Regions from separate parts of the Sus scrofa genome. Here all the other regions are linked to region 1. Evidence: chromatin contacts called from public HiChIP or PLAC-seq data. All regions are on one chromosome and are shown on one strand. The core of a region is the stretch at or near the end of the contact, and the rest is flanking DNA. Distances in the headings are between cores, read along the strand shown. Region 1 overlaps TGFB2 (transforming growth factor beta-2). Region 2 overlaps LOC102164422. Region 3 overlaps LOC102164422.

Region 1 (5,073 bases), core at 1,529-4,028:
TGAGCTCAGCTCCTAGGATGCTTTTGTGAATCCTTGAGCAGCGCGGGCCAGAAATGCTCCCTCTGCCAGAAATGCTCTTCGTCACGTGGTCCCAGGCTGTCCTCTGACCTCCTTCAACTCTCTGCTTAAATGTCACCCTCTTAACCAGCCCTTCCACACCCAGCCCACTTAAAATGGCAACTCATGGTCATGGATAAGCAATGAGGTCCTGCTGTACAGCACTGGGAACTCGATCCAGTCTCTCAGGATAGACCACGATGGAAGATGATACAAGAAGGGGAGTGTGTGTGTGTGTGTGTGTGTGTGTGTGTGTGTGTGTGACTGGGGCGCTTTGCTGTCCAGCAGAAATTGGCACAATACTGTAAATCGGCTCTACACGAATAAAAAAACATGCTACTCACGTTTCCATCCCCCAATGCCGCCCTTCTTTTCTCCCCTACAACACTGATCAAATGTGAGCATTTTTTACATCCAGTGTGTAGCTTTTTTCTCCAAAAGGTGGAGCTCCCTAGGGGCAAAGTTTCCTGCTGTTTGATTCACTGATGGCACCACGAGTGGTCTAGACGGACGCCTGCTCCAGAGCAGCCCCCGAGCACCGAGCACCGTGGAGTCGGCGAGTGTATCATCAGCAGGGCTCGTCCTCACTTTGCCGTCCTCCCATGATCCCCGTGTGCTTTTGGCATTTCCCTTAAAGCCGGATCTACATTTGCGGTGAATGTAGAGCCCTTTCAGTGGGAGGCGGGTGGGAGGTAGAATGAATACCACCAGTCATTCTTTCCGCATTTTCAATAGTAAATGCTTTCGTCCCCCCATCGATTAAATCTGCCAAGTGAGAAGAGGTCTCGTCACATCAGTCTTTTAAACTCGGTGTTTTCTAGTGGCTACTAAGCCTGAGGAGTACGATCCTAGGGTGGTTACAGAGCAACCACTGGAGGTGGTTCCCCTCTTTCTCTGGTGTTAGTTGACTGTTACATTTGCCCTTCGCCACCCTGCCAACAAGCTGGTTCTCAAACTGGCAGAAATAACTGGGAACCACTTTGGGCACAGGGCAATCTCCGGGCAAGTTTATTCTAAAAAATTGGGTTGTTTTGTTTTGTTGTATTTAGTGATACAGACCATGTAGGAGAACAGGTTGTTTCTGCAGTTCGATGGTCAAAACCCCTCCAGAGGTTGGACTCAAAACACCGATGGTTCCAAAAAACCTCCACATATCAGGAAGTCCAGCGTGGCACAGAGAAAATACCAAGTGATTAATTATTAAGTTTTCTTTCTAATATCTGGGTCAGATTTTCACCTGCTCTCTCGTACCTTCGCTGGAGAAAAACACTATCTGGAAAGAGCACGCTGCAGTGCCTTGGAGCTGCGTCTGGCTGAGACTGTAGCATTTACATCCCCCTGTTGGCCAGACCCTAACCCCATGGAATGTCTCAGAACAGGGTTCAGGCCATGAAGAGGTCAGCAGTGCTTCGACCAATCACCACCTCGGTGAATTCCGTGTTATACACCGACACAGACATGGTCAGTTACATGGCGCTCACACATCATACATTCATTTTGAAACACCCCTTCGGAGCCACAGCTGCGTGTTCTCACCCCCACGTGCAACCTGCAGACCAGCAGCCACACCCCGCCCCCGTGGGAGCATTCACCTGCTCGCACGCTCACGTGGCGGATGGTGAGCAGGGCATATGCAGGGCAGACATCTGATCTACCGGAAGATGTGTAAGCATCTGGGGACACAGCAAACGCAGGGTGAGAACTCAGCCATGCTGTGGATTCAGGGTCTCACCCTGGAGGGACCACGGGATCAGACGATGGCCCTGCTGGATCCAAATCCTTCCTGCTGAAGGACTTTGAGTAAACAGATGGGCAGAAGGGGACATCCGAGCCTCAGCCTAGTGAGGTCAGACTCACCTGCGCTGCCTCTTAAAGGCTCAGACTCTTTGGTGCCCCTCACCCACCCCCACCCCAGTGATTCTGCCTCTGCAGGTGTGAGAAAGGCTGGAAATCTGCTTTCTGTGACCCTTTGGGACATACACATGCAGGCCATCCTTTGAGAAGCCCATGGTTAAATCTGTTTTGTTTTTAGGGCCGCACCTGTGGCATATGGAGGTTTCTGGGCTGGGGTCAAATTGGAGCTGCAGCTGCAGCCTACACCACAGCCATGGCAACACCTGATCTGAGCCACATCAGCAATCTACGCTGCAGCTTCCAGTAACACTGGATCCTTAACCCACAGATGGAGGCCAGAGATGGAACCTGTATCCTCCCGGACACTAGTTGTGTTCTTAACCCTCTGAGCCAGAACGGGAACTCCCAATCTTTACATTTTAATCAAGCTCATTGAAAGCATCACACTCAGTAAATACTCACAAAACAAACAAACGAAGCTGAGGTCACCTTCGTGACTTTCAACCCATTTCCTTCAGAGACTTCTTTCCCGCTGCCCTTCTGGATTCTTACAGCTTAGATGACATCTGGACTCTCACACCCAACCTGCCCCTAACCTCCATCTGGGGGGACAGCGAACGGAAAGGAAGAGAAATGACGCTGCAGCCACGTGGGCTGCGAGGAGCAGGGACCCTTTCTTCCTCCGGGGACTTTACATCTAGCGTTGGCGCTGCCAGTCCCAGCATCAGTGTCAGGACACGCCGTGATCACTCCAGCCAGGGTGGAGACGGAGCGAGGAAAGCCAGAGGCGCCACGGGCCCCGCGCACTCGCTGCGGCCGCTCCTGACATCTCCCTGGAGTGGAGAGGCGGTTCACGCAAGGTGACAGGGACGGCCCTGGAGCTGCTTGGCACAGGCCGGCCTCCACTTAACGAGTGTTCAGAATCACACTCAGCATGGAGAAATTTCACCCTGACCCTGGATGTCTGCCCCTGGCACCCGCTCACTTACATTTTTACTCAATTACTATTTCTAAGAACAGAGACCAAAAAAAAAAAAAAAAAGAAAGAAAGAAAAGAAAAAAATTGCAGAGCCCCACTGCTCAGCAGTCTTGCCTGGAAGGTCTGGAAGGGTCGGCGGGGTTTTCTCCCAGGCGGGAAGCTGGGTGGGGCGCGAGAGCCTCCCACCGTCCGGGAAGCCGTGCACTGGCTCCTCTTCCTCACCCTCCCGGGCCCTCCTGGTTTTCCCAGGCTCGGGAGGAGCAGGGTGGGTTCCCAGTGTTTTCTCACCAAAGAAAGAGGGAAACGCACAGCCATTCAACGACCGGCAGTAACCCCAAGTGGGAAGGCGTGTCGGGGGGCCCAGAGCTGGGGGAGGCCGCCCTCCCCGCCCACCGGCTTGCGAGGATGAAAGAGGAAAGGGAAATTGATCCGCCGTGTAGGAAGATTATCCAAGAGGATGCGAAAATGCGTGGGGCGGGAATCCGAAGGGAAAGCAAAAAGAAGACCAACCAAAAGAAAAAAGAAAAAAGGTTGGGGTCCCCATGGTGGAGGGTGTGGGGACCAGGCCTGAAGTCAGACTTGGGCACTGGCCCCTCTCAGGGCTCGAGGGCCAAGGCCAAGGCCAAGGCCGTTAGCGCTCCCAGCCCACCGTCTCCTGAGAAGCGGGGTGCTGCTCCTGGCCCTGCCCCGGCGCCCAGGGGGGAAGTTTAGGATGACGAGGCTTAAGCACCAGGGCCGTGGGGGCTAGTCAACAAGGGCTCTCCTTCTCTCATCCCCTGCCCTCGTCTTTTCCAAAAGGCTGGTGAGGAAAAAAAACAAAAAACAAATCACACAATTAACTCCTTGCTTTAGACAGTGAAATACAACAGAAATGTAGAGCTGGAAACCTAACTATAATCCCTCTCACAAAAGGGAGCTTTAAAAGCACAGATTAGATGCTCCACTCTTTGTTGTTGGGTTTTTTTTTTTTTTCTTTTTTTTGGTCTGTTTGTCTTTTTTAGGGCCACACCCACAGCACATGGAGGTTCCCAGGCCAGGGGTAGAATCAGAGCTGTAGCTACTGGCCTACGCCACAGCCACAGCCACACCAGATCCGAGCCGTGTCTGCGACCTACACCACAGCTCACGGCAATGCCGGATCCTTAACCCACTGAGCGAGGCCAGGGATTGAACCCACATCCTTATGGATGCCAGTTGGGTTCACTAACCACTGAGCTATGATGGGAACGCCCAGCGTTTCACTCTTTTTATTCCCCTGGTGGCTTCTAGTCATTCCGAGGCTTTCTGTACTATCTGTACTATAGTAAATGTATATTCTCAATAGAATCAGGTTTTCTTTTCTTTTTTTGATATCTTGATTTTATTTATTTTATTTTTTTGTCTTTTTAGGGCTGCACCAAGGTGTATGGAGGTTCCCAAGCTAGGGTTCCAATCGGAGCTGCAGCTGCCAGCCTACACCGCCGCTCACGAGAATGAGAGGCCAGGGATGGAACCCGAGTCCTTAGGGATACGAAGTAGGGTTCACTACCACTGAGCCACAACCACAACTCCTTTTTTGGGGGGTGGGGAGAAGCCCAGTCTAGGCCACTGTACACCGTCAATAAGCTATTTCATTTCCTGATTCCTTGATTCCTGAGAAGCAAGGTGAGGCATGGTAAAGGCACGGGAGGAGAGCCCAGGACATTAGACAGCTACTGGGTGACAGAATAAACACATGTCTTTTGTCCTTAATTGGCCTTATTCGGGCCTCCCCCGATCGTGAGAACCGGGAACACGCACTCTTCCTCAGGGGCTCCAAAATGCAGCGTCCACCACCACCAGTGACAGTCCCAGCCTCATGGCCTCTGCAAGGATCAGGGAACAAGCTGCACCAGAGGCCTCGCGTGTCAGGATCACCCAAGACCTGTTCTCTGCTGCGGTCTCACTGCCCAGCATCCAATAAAACATGGGCCTCCATAAAGGTTGGCAGAAATGAGTGAGGTTCCAAATTAGGAAGGGTGAGACCTCCGGCTTGGGTAGCTCTGAGGAGCCTGCACCTGTTCGGAGGGCCAGGGCGAAGCAGCATGAGCACGTGGTAAGCTCCCAGGGCCAAGCCCCCGGGCGCCTTGACCGTGACACCCCCATCGCTCATGCAGCCCACGAACAGCAAGATGCAGGGCACAGATCACAGCAACGGCAGACGT
Region 2 (5,073 bases), core at 918-3,417, 370 kb before region 1:
AGTTTACTCAGAAGAGAGGATCCTTCCATCAGCTCAGCCTGCCCTATTAATTGGAAATACAAAGATTTATTTTAGGCTTGTTGCCTTAGGATTATTTCCTAGAAGGAAAACAACGCAAGGTCGGGTAGCAAGTACGTTTCTAGTAGCATGGGATGTTGTTTTAGGTTCCTGAGGGAGATCCATGACAAGAAAAATACCAGGACCATCCATTCGACAGGATATTTTGTTTAGCCAACTTGTCCACAAACAGGTAAACATCCTGATTGATATTGAAAAGAAATCAACATTTTCATTCTTATTCTCTCCAGGAGAAAAACCCCATAACTTTCTTAGTCGCTCTAGCAGTATCTTAGCAACCCTCAAGGCCTACAAAATTTTCCCCACAAAAAGATGGCATACCTCCTGATGTCCTGCAGCTTTTACTTTCATCTGGGTGTCAGTAAAGTCTTTTCGTTGTTGTTTTTTGTGTTTTTAGGGCCGCACCTGTGACCTATGGAAGTTCCCAGGCTAGGGGTCAAATCAGAGCTGCAGCTGCTGGCCTACACCAGAGCCACAGCAACAGGGCATCTGAGCCACATCTGCAACCTACACCACAGCTCACAGCAATGCCGGATCCTTAACCCACTGAGCGAGGCCAGGAATCGAACCCACATCCTCATGGATACTAGTCAGGTTCATTCCTGCTGAGCCACAATGGGAACATCTGGGCGTCAGTAAATGTTTTCTGTAAAGGTCCAGAGAGTAAATATTACAGCTTTGTGGGTCACTATTACCTGTTGAAACCACTTAATGCTGCTCAATTGTAGGACAAAAGCAGCCACGAACAATACATAAATGAATGCGCATGGCTATGTTCCAGTCAAACCGTATTTACAAATACAGGTGATGTGGCAGATGGGCCAGAGTTTGCTGACCCTGCTGTACTTCAAGAAATAAGGAAACGGCATGCGTGTGTGTGTGTGTGTGTGTGTGTGTGTGTGTATGCCTGAGTTCTCCAGGGAAGCAGAGCCAATAAGAGAGAGAGAGAGATGGTTATAGAAATAGAGAGATTTAAGGACTTGGCTCCCATGACTGTGAGGTCTGGTACACGTGGGCTGTCTGACAGGCTGGAAGTTCAGGTAATAGCTGCTGTCTCAGTCTTGAGTCCAGCATCCATTCGGCAGACCCGCAGGCTGGAAACTCCAGTGATGAGCGATGCCGCAGTCATGGGACGTAAGCCTCCCGCTCTGGAAACCCTCCGCTTCTGTGCTTAAGGTCTTTAATGATGGATGAGGCCTGCCCATTATGCCCGTTTTTAAAAAAACTTATTTGTTTTCTTGTTTTTGGTTTTTTGCGAGTTGATGCCTCACTTTTCAGTAAAAGGGGAGGTGAGGTGAGTGAAGGGGGAGTAGGAAAAAGAGGTAAAGAGAGGGAGCTTGGAACAGAGGGATCAGAGACCCCGCCCCACAAGAGGAATTAAGGGAAGAAGACTTCAGGTGTGTGTGGAAGATGAAAAGAAGGTACTTACTGTGTGTTATGTCATGATAAAGCCAGAAGGATGGGCTAGGTGTGGGGGGAGCATAGAGCCAACCTCGAGCTTCCAGACTTTCCACGGGCTCTCCCACTGGTGCACTGCCTCTTGGAGCAGAGGATACTGGCAAGTCCAGAGGGAGGGCAGCGCTCAGGAGCAGAGCTTCTGCATGCCAAGGTCACTTATTTGCTTGTTTGTTTGTGTCACAGATTCTCTGCCTTCGTATTCCCATAAGGAGAAAATTCCCAATGAGAAAAAAATATATCTTTGGAGAGTCAGGAACAAATTGGAATGGACACTGATCTCAATAGCAGACGCTGGCAGGGGCGAAATTATTTTTCAAACACTTTTGCTCCTCCTGGTAAAGTAGTTAGTGTTGTATTTTCATGCTAGAAGGAAAAAGTGATGAAAAGTTTTTAAACCCAAAGAAACAAAACCCTTGATTTGTGTCCAAATTTTCTGCAAAACAGGATCCCACATGGCCAGGGCTGGTCTTAGGAGATCTGAAACGAATCGGATGGTGCAGTTTTTAGGTTTGGCTTTGGTGTTTTTCCTCATTTCCGTTAGGATTTTGCTTCTCAGGATACAGATCAGCCTTGCTCCGGGCGTTTGGGGCGGGGGGGTGGGGAGGGGAGAAAACCCATTTCGTAATATTTTTAGTATCTGTGGTTCCAAACTCAGCAGATGGCCAGCCTGGCTATCAGCACAGTCTGCCGTGTAGGGTGTATGTGTGAGCCGTGTGGAGAGGTGGCGATCGTGGAACCGGGCAGGGGTAGGGGGGGCGGGCCCAGAGCACACCCACGGTCCCAATGGGTACCACGCCACCACGCTGGCCAGACCACACCACGGAGCATCACACCAAGCTAGGCTCCAAGCCGTTTCCCAGTGCTAGAAAGTAATAGACGATTGCTACCAGTTTTCCACTGCTCACGCCTTAAAAGGCCAGCCATTCCAACCCCATCTTTCTTAGAGGGGGGAATTCTAAAGCAGGATAAAGGGAATTTTCTCGGCGAGGGTGTTGTTCCATGCCCTCCCGAATTCAAAGAGAAAACTGTCTCATTAAAATGACTTCTGGCTTTGCCTAGGGGAATTTCAGCCTTCAACAGTTCAGTCCCCTGGAGTTAGAACTTTCATGCATTTCTTTTTTTATTGGGGAGACCTTATGATTGGTTTTACAAGCAAAATAAACAGCTTAGGAACAAATGAAAGACTTTTTTATTTCTCTTTTAACTGTAAATTCAAGAGCTTGAAATGAATTTGGCAAATAACCCATATTACCGAAAGGCTGTGGCCGAAAGGCAAGATTTCCAAAAATTCTTGAAAATCCAAGTAATACCGGGAATAAATCCCAAATTCAACTTGTTGAGCCTTGTGTCTCTCTTAGAACACTTTTCCCCCCCCTCCCTTTAAGGAAAAAAAAAAGAAAGAAAACAGAGAAATCAATCAGAGCACTCCTGTAGCTCCTGCCCTGCTGTCTCTGCCCCGGAGAGCAGAGCTGTGCCCTGACCTGGCTGCTCGCCACACAGCCAGAGGGAGCCAGGCAATCGTGTGCTTCCCAGTGAGCTGAGGAAGAAGCTCCCCCCAGGAGGAGCCACGGCCTCCTAAATGCACTTCCAGGCTACATGTGTCTAAATCGACTCGGTATACATCTCAGATTTCTTTCTTTCTTCTTTAAGTCACCCTTGAATTTTTGATCTGAACTTTTGGAATTTTAACAAACTTCCTTTTGACCTTTTACTTAACTTGAATTATTTAGGAGCATTCCCCCTGTGCCTCATCAGGCTAAGGACCTGACTTTGTCTCTGTGAGGAGGTAGGTTCCATCCCTGGCCTTGCTCAGTGGGTTAAGGATCCCGCGTTGCCATGAGCTGCAGTGTAGGTCACAGATGCAGCTTGGATCTGGCATTGCTGTGGCTGTGGTGCAGGCCAGCAGCTATAGCTCCAATCTGACCCCGGGCCTGGGAACTTCCATATGCTGCAGGTGCATCCGTAAAAAGAAAGAAAAAAAAATTAACCATCTTGAATTATTTAAAACTAATATTGAAATAAAAATATAAACCAAACAAAATACTACTAAATACAGGGCAGATGATGCTAACATGGCCTTTTACCTAAAGACTTAGCTCAAACTGTGTAAAAATTCTGCCTCAATCTGTTCCCATCAAGATTATCTGCTCTATCTTTATGGAATGGTTACATTCATTGAATGGCACTACCTGTCGGGCCTTGCAAAAGTGCTTATCTTTTACATACCTTTACGTTGATATCTCCAAAGAGAGGTCCATGCTCCCCGAGCTGAGAGAATCGGAGCCCCAGAGATGAGTCAGCTTCCTCGGGGCTCAACGAGGGAGCAGGTTGTTGCACCCAGATTTGTCGGCTTCTCCCATCCATGCTCTCTTCCATGTTTCCTTCTGCAGCATGAATTTCTACAGAGTATCTTCCATCCCTCACTTGTCCACAATAAGAATTAGGTTTTATAGGAGTTCCCTTTGTGGCTCAGCGCTTAACAAACCCAACTAGGATCCACGAGGATACGGGTTTGATCCCTGGTCTTGCTCAGTGGGTTAAGGGTCGGTGGTGTATATGTCGCAGACGCAGCTCAGATCTGGCGTTGCTGTGGCTGTGATGTAGGCTGGCCGCGATAGCTCCGATTTGACCCCTAGCTGGGAACCTCCGTGTGCAGTGCGTGTGGCCCTAAAATAGCAAAAGAGTAAAAATAAAAATAAAGAAATAGGTTTTATTATTCTCTATGCTGCATTTAACAAAAATGCCTAGCACTTCATCGATAGTCAGTAAATTGGCTGAGATCATACATTTGTTATCTCAGATATTTGTTTGGCATCGTAAACAAGCTGAACAGTTCTGCTCTAGCTAAAGAGGATGTCATGGGGTTTACAGGCATTAGCTCAGCTAGCGGGCGCATTATCTGACGGCTGGCATATCAAAGTCCACGTGATAATCAGCGGCTTTAGCCGTAGTCATGGTAACCATCTCCATCGCATTTTCCTAAATCGCAGTTGTGGATCTTTTCCACTAAGTACTTCGTCTTCATTTTTACCAATTAACTTTGAAACAATTACAGGGATCAAACGGAATTATTATTCCCCACATGGCAGTTGAGTAAGTTTTAGAGATATAAAATAACTTGCCTCAAATCATGGTCGTAAAAAATCCTAGCCATGCTCTTACCATCCCCGCTGTAGGAGAGAAATGAATACTACTCTAGCCAGTGCATCTGATGGCCACTCAGATATGGTGCCAGGATGCTTAGAGCCTGGGCCAGCGGCAAGAAGGGCTGTCAACACGATGGATCTTCAGGAAAGGCCTTGTTAATGATGAAACATAGCATGGAGTTTCTTTGCTAATGGCAAGACTTGAATGAAATCCCCTCCTGAGAGCCTGCGCCATGCACCAATCATGACCCACGCCTGAGAGCCCAAGGCATCAGCACAAGGAGCATGCAGGATTTTTGTTTTTAGCAGCCAGGGAACCCCTTTCAAAAATCTAACCGCGTAGGGCAAAACAATATCAATATTATTATTTGAAATATCTCTATATATTTTG
Region 3 (5,073 bases), core at 1,193-3,692, 290 kb before region 1:
GAGCACTACATCTTCATTCAGGGAAAACAAATCTTGAGATGTTCTGGATGATGGAAATGCTGTAGAAAGTAAACTGCTTCCACAAACTTAGGGAGGTGTGATTGCAGCCAATTTCATGAGAGACCACAGGAGGCGTTGAGAAAATCCCTCCTAAAGTATCGCTTTGAAAATATCATCTAAGCAACAGTAAGAAGTCCTTTAGGGAGTTCCCGTCGTGGCGCAGTGGTTAATGAATCAGACTAGGAACCATGAGGTTGCGGGTTCAATCCCTGGCGTCGCTCTGTGGGTTAAGGATCCGGCGTTGCCGTGAGCTGTGGTGTAGGTTTCAGATGCGGCTTGGATCCCGCGTTGCTGTGGCTCTGGCATAGGCCGGAGGCTACACAGCTCCGATTCGACCCCTAGCCTGGGAACCTCCATATGCCGCGGGAGCGGCCCAAGAAATGGCAAAAAGACAAAAAAAAAAAAAAAAAAGAAGAAGAAGTCCTTTAACTTTCAACATCATTTAGGACAAACATAAAAGAAGTAGAGGGATGGGAACATGAAGAGGTTACGTTTTGTTCATTTAATAAGCAGGTGTTGTCACTTGCCAACACTATATTAGACACTAGGACGACCAATATGGGTAAAATATAGTGAATTTGTAGTTTAATATGAATCTAGAATTAAAATAAATGTGCAGTAATAAAGGTAGGCACAGAGCGCCCTGAGAACAAGCCGAAAAGAGTCTCTAATTCTTGTCATTGAAGTCGTAGAATGGTTGAAAGGACCCTCTGGAAAGAGAGCCGTGGACCATGTAAGAGCTCAGCCACATGGGGACAGTGAGTCACACGATGTGGCCGAAGGCAGGGTTCATGGGGGGTGGGGAAGCACCTCCACGGGAAGTCAGAGGACAGACTTAGATGCCATCATAAGGAAGTCACATGGAACTTCTAGCGCAAGGTACAGGAAGCCTGAATGTTGGTTTAAGATAACCTCTTTTAGATGACTTAAATATGCCAGCTTATTCCAGTGCTGCCACAACTCCGCCTCTAAAAGCCTCTGAGAAACTCCGGGACGCGCTGAGCATCTTGAAGAGGTTAGCAAGGTAGCTAGCGTGCTGTCAGCATGCGCGCTGGGCTGACAAGCAGAGCCGCGCGTCCTAATCCTGTCTGATTCACCCACTCAGCCAGCTGTGTGGCCGTGGACATGTGGTGAAAGACCTCCGAGTCTGTTACTTAAATGCAGGGCTATTTTAGCTCATGTGAAGTTAGGTGAGTCAAAGGAGATCGTCCAATATGTGTTCAATAAATGCAAACAGTTTAAAGAGATAACCTTTGAGTATATTACGTATAGCCTGAAACAATAGTTTAAAATCAAAAGGTGGATTTCCTCCTTAGCTAAAACATGTCTTTTTTTAATTTGAGTACAGTTGATTTATAGTGTTGTGTCAGTTTCTGCTGTACAGTATAGTGACCCAATCATTTATATCTATATCTGTATCTCTCCCTCTCTCTCTCTCTCTCTCTCTATATATATATATATACAGAGAGAGAGAGATAATTTTTTTTCTTTTTTGGTTACGTTTGTGGCATGTAGAAGTTCCTGGGCCAGGGATCAACCCACAACACAATAGTGACCCTGTACGATCCTTAACCAATAGGTCACCAGGGAACTCCTAAATTATATCTTTATTCTCTTTTATAGAGGTGATACACACGCTATTTTCATCTTTTAAAATATTTAATAAAGGGGGAATTTTCAGTTCTTACAAGTTGAAGGTTGGAACGAGAATGTCGCAGGTCATGGAAAATGGAAGATTTGGAAATCGCAGGTATTATATAAAAGAGTAGCAGAGGCTACTAGTGATCCTCAGCCTCTCTTGTCTTAGGACGATGCTCTGGCCAGGAGAATATTAGTTGAATTGATGTGTGCTCTTTCAAGCCATCAAACCCTCCGTGCACTTTTCTTATCTTCTTTTTTTAAATTTTATTTTGTTGAAGTATAGTCGATTTACAGTGTTGTCTTAGCTTCTGGTGTGCAACAAAGTGATTTAGTTACACATATATAAAAGTATGCATCTGCTAACCCCAAGCCCCAGTCCATCCTTTCTCCCCCTTGGCAACCACAAGTCTGTTCTCTATGTCTGTGAGTCTGTTTCTGTTTCATAGATAGGTTTAGTTGTGTCATATTTTAGATTCTACATGGAGCATATTTTCAGGAATGAGTTTGACACATGGGAGACAGACACTCAGCACTAACTCTTGCTGATATAGTGAATCTATATATTTTATTATAAAATACCAAGTTGTTCTAAACAAAAGGGGCAGGATATTGCTGCTGGGTTAAAGAGTAACTTAACACGACTGTTTTTTAAGTGTTTTCAAAGTAGCAGCACTTTAATTCAATCCCTACAATATTTTCTTTTTCAGAGGGCAGGAGTGAGTGCATCTCCTTTTCGGATAACTGAGGGTCAAAGATAGAGTCAGAAGCTAAATCAAGATCTTCCCCAGGCCCAAGTGTAGACCATTGCCTGAGTTCTTTCCTAATGCTTTTTCCTTTGGAAAATCTTAAGCCAAAGGACCTTTTCATAGAAACTTATTAGAATTCTCTTCGTGGTTAGGGGAATCTAGCAATGAAAGCTGTGTTGTCCTGGTTTCCGAAGGCTCTGGGAGAGGAGTTATTCTGTGGACAAAATGCATGCAGCTGTCAGAGGAGTGTGCTGGGGAACAGGCCAACAATTTTACAGTTCAAGACCAGATGTGATTGAACGTGTCGACAAAGTGCAGGATCACAGGGTCAACTGCCGATTTTCCAGATCAATTTTTAAACTGTCTCTGCTGATTAGGGCAATGGAAATATCCATACATTTCATGGGGAAGGGAATGATCAGGGAACAGAAGCTAACATAATTCATCCCAGCTTAGAAAAATTGTCCATGAGGTATTCTGCTTGATTCATCTCTCTCTTTTTTTTTTCCCCTTCTGCATATTTGAAAACATTTTGGAGGGGAACTGTGGGAAATCATCTTCCCCAGAACACTGGCAGACCTTTCTTAATTCCATTAATGGAAGCTTGGTGCCAGGTCAAAATGCTTTGTTAAATATTATCCTAACGGGTGCCTTTATTTCCAGCATTCCATTGGCACGGCGTTTAGAACCTGAGTCTCTGCAAACATGATTAAAGGAAAGGAGTTACTAGTTTTTCCTCTCTTCTGGCTGTTATCTGGGAAGCTCTGAACTCAGAGGAGTTGCCGAGTGGGGGTGTCTTGCATGAAAGAAGATGGGAAGGTAAGTTTCAGCTTCTTTTTTTTTTCCCCCAGCATTATTGCAAAGAGCTCTGGTTCTGGATAGTTTCCCATTCTCATTCTTTTCAAAATGAGGAATCCTGAAAGTCAGCCTATAGTATAAGATTACTCAAATTCCAGTCTTCTTTCCAGAAAATTGACAGGATGTACTTTGCATTGCTAAGTAGGCATAAGCTGTTGCTTCCTCGAAACCTTGAATACACATCGCTGTTTCCGTACCATCCAGTAATCTCACATGGTTTTCATCTCTGTTGTGGGCACCTAGGGGAAAGTGGTACCAAAAAACTGGATTTACTCGTCCTGGAAAGACTGGATGAGACCCAAACTGGCTCCCAGGGAGAAGAAGCAAACACATTAAATGTGAATTCCTTCTATTTCTTTTATGAAAGAAGGTTTCCTAGGGGGAACAGGAAGGTCGTAGAATATATGGCTCTTCTGAAGTTCTACTAGGATGCCAGGGGTGCTCTTGCTTAATTATTTCATTCCATTTATAATCAGCACCAGCTTTATTCATTTGGACAGCAGATGCAAAATAACGGTTAGCTTTAACATTTTTTTAAAAAATTTCATCTCTTCTTCAGCATCTCAATTTACTGGAGGTATTCTCACTTACGATTTAGTCCTTTATGAGCAAATATGAATGCGTCTCTAATGCAAATAGCAGTTCTCATCACACATTTGGGTCCTTGTGTCTGTACCACTGGCCTGAAGGGCCTCAGTTACTGCCCGTGCAAGGCTGGTGTGCAAGGTAAAGAGAGTTCAGGCATCACTTGGCGTTAAGCTCCCATCCTCACCTGGAAAAATACCTCTTCCCAGACAGCCTGACATACCTCCCTTTCGGGGAATGCAAACAATGTTTAGAAAAGGGTTTAACACACACAACACAGTATCCAAAACCATGGGGTTCGCAGTGTACAATATGAAACTGAGAATTTCACCACACCCCCAGGTTTGTGCCTCTTACTTAATCCAGACTGATACATACACAGCCGGGTATCATCGGATGTGATAAATATCATAGTATTGGGATGAAAGAGGACCCCCAGGGCCAGCCCCTCATCCTGATAATGTCGGGATTCCTAACACAAGAGGTGCATTTATTTATTTTTATTTATTTGTTTTCTTTTTAGGGCTGCAGGTGTGGCAGATGAAGTTCCCAGGCCAGGGGCTGAATCAGAGCCGCAGCTGCCAGTCTACACCACAGCCACGGCAACACGGGATCTGAGTTGCATCTTATACCTACACTGCAACACCCGATCCTTAATCCACCAAACAAGGCTACGGAGTGGACGTGCATCCACACATATACTATGTCAGGCTCTTAACCTTCTGAGCCACAGTGGGAACCCCCATAAGAGGCGCCTTTGAACGAGTTCCTCGGTGATAACTCGTAGTTTGCCCAGCAGAGAGGGAGAGCATGGTGTATCTGTCCCAGTGGTCTTTGCCTTTGTACAGTGCCCCCCATTAAGATCCCCGGGTTCTTTCCCCGGGCCTAATCCCCTCCCATTAAGCATGGGTAGAACTTGTGAGTCGTCAGGATTTTGCAGCTGTAATCAAGGTCTCTTATCAGCTGTGTTAAGCAAAAGGCCGATTACTAGGATGGGCCAGATTTAATCAAAGGAGCCTTTTTTTAAAAAAAGTTAAATTTTTAAAAAATTAAAATTTTTGGCCCCATGCATGGTATGCAGAAGTTCCAAGGCTAGGGATCAAACCTGTGTCACAGCTGTAACAGAACTACAGCAGCGACAACATCTGATCCTTAACCCACTGAGCCACAAGGGAACTCCGTC

Evidence for each region. HiChIP or PLAC-seq counts read pairs in DNA pulled down with a chosen protein or histone mark.
Region 2: an H3K27ac HiChIP or PLAC-seq map of skeletal muscle shows a contact between it and region 1, with 4 times the contacts expected there. The contact joins two enhancer-like sites. A contact is called at or near these places in 2 of 47 Hi-C or Micro-C datasets (heart right ventricle and skeletal muscle) and 1 of 2 datasets of contacts at active chromatin or transcription factors (skeletal muscle).
Region 3: an H3K27ac HiChIP or PLAC-seq map of skeletal muscle shows a contact between it and region 1, with 2.9 times the contacts expected there. The contact joins two enhancer-like sites. A contact is called at or near these places in 1 of 47 Hi-C or Micro-C datasets (subcutaneous adipose tissue) and 1 of 2 datasets of contacts at active chromatin or transcription factors (skeletal muscle).

Annotation. Positions count from the first base shown.
Region 1 is chr10:8,322,641-8,327,713 of Sscrofa11.1, reverse strand. The region is part of intron 1 of TGFB2 (transforming growth factor beta-2); the gene reads right to left. Among named protein-coding and RNA genes, the nearest start is that of TGFB2, 19 kb to the right of the region's middle. Within about 2 kb of position 2,778, at least 5 of the 83 cell types and tissues checked have an H3K27ac peak or open chromatin away from gene starts, as enhancers often do. A contact at or near this core is called in skeletal muscle, where this site is marked.
Region 2 is chr10:8,688,090-8,693,162 of Sscrofa11.1, reverse strand. The region is part of intron 5 of LOC102164422; the gene reads left to right. Among named protein-coding and RNA genes, the nearest start is that of LYPLAL1, 260 kb to the left of the region's middle. Within about 2 kb of position 2,167, at least 14 of the 83 cell types and tissues checked have an H3K27ac peak or open chromatin away from gene starts, as enhancers often do. A contact at or near this core is called in skeletal muscle, where this site is marked.
Region 3 is chr10:8,610,255-8,615,327 of Sscrofa11.1, reverse strand. It overlaps LOC102164422, which reads left to right. Exons shown (of 11, transcript XR_002336182.1): 7 at 3,111-3,266. Among named protein-coding and RNA genes, the nearest start is that of TGFB2, 310 kb to the right of the region's middle. Within about 2 kb of position 2,442, at least 9 of the 83 cell types and tissues checked have an H3K27ac peak or open chromatin away from gene starts, as enhancers often do. A contact at or near this core is called in skeletal muscle, where this site is marked.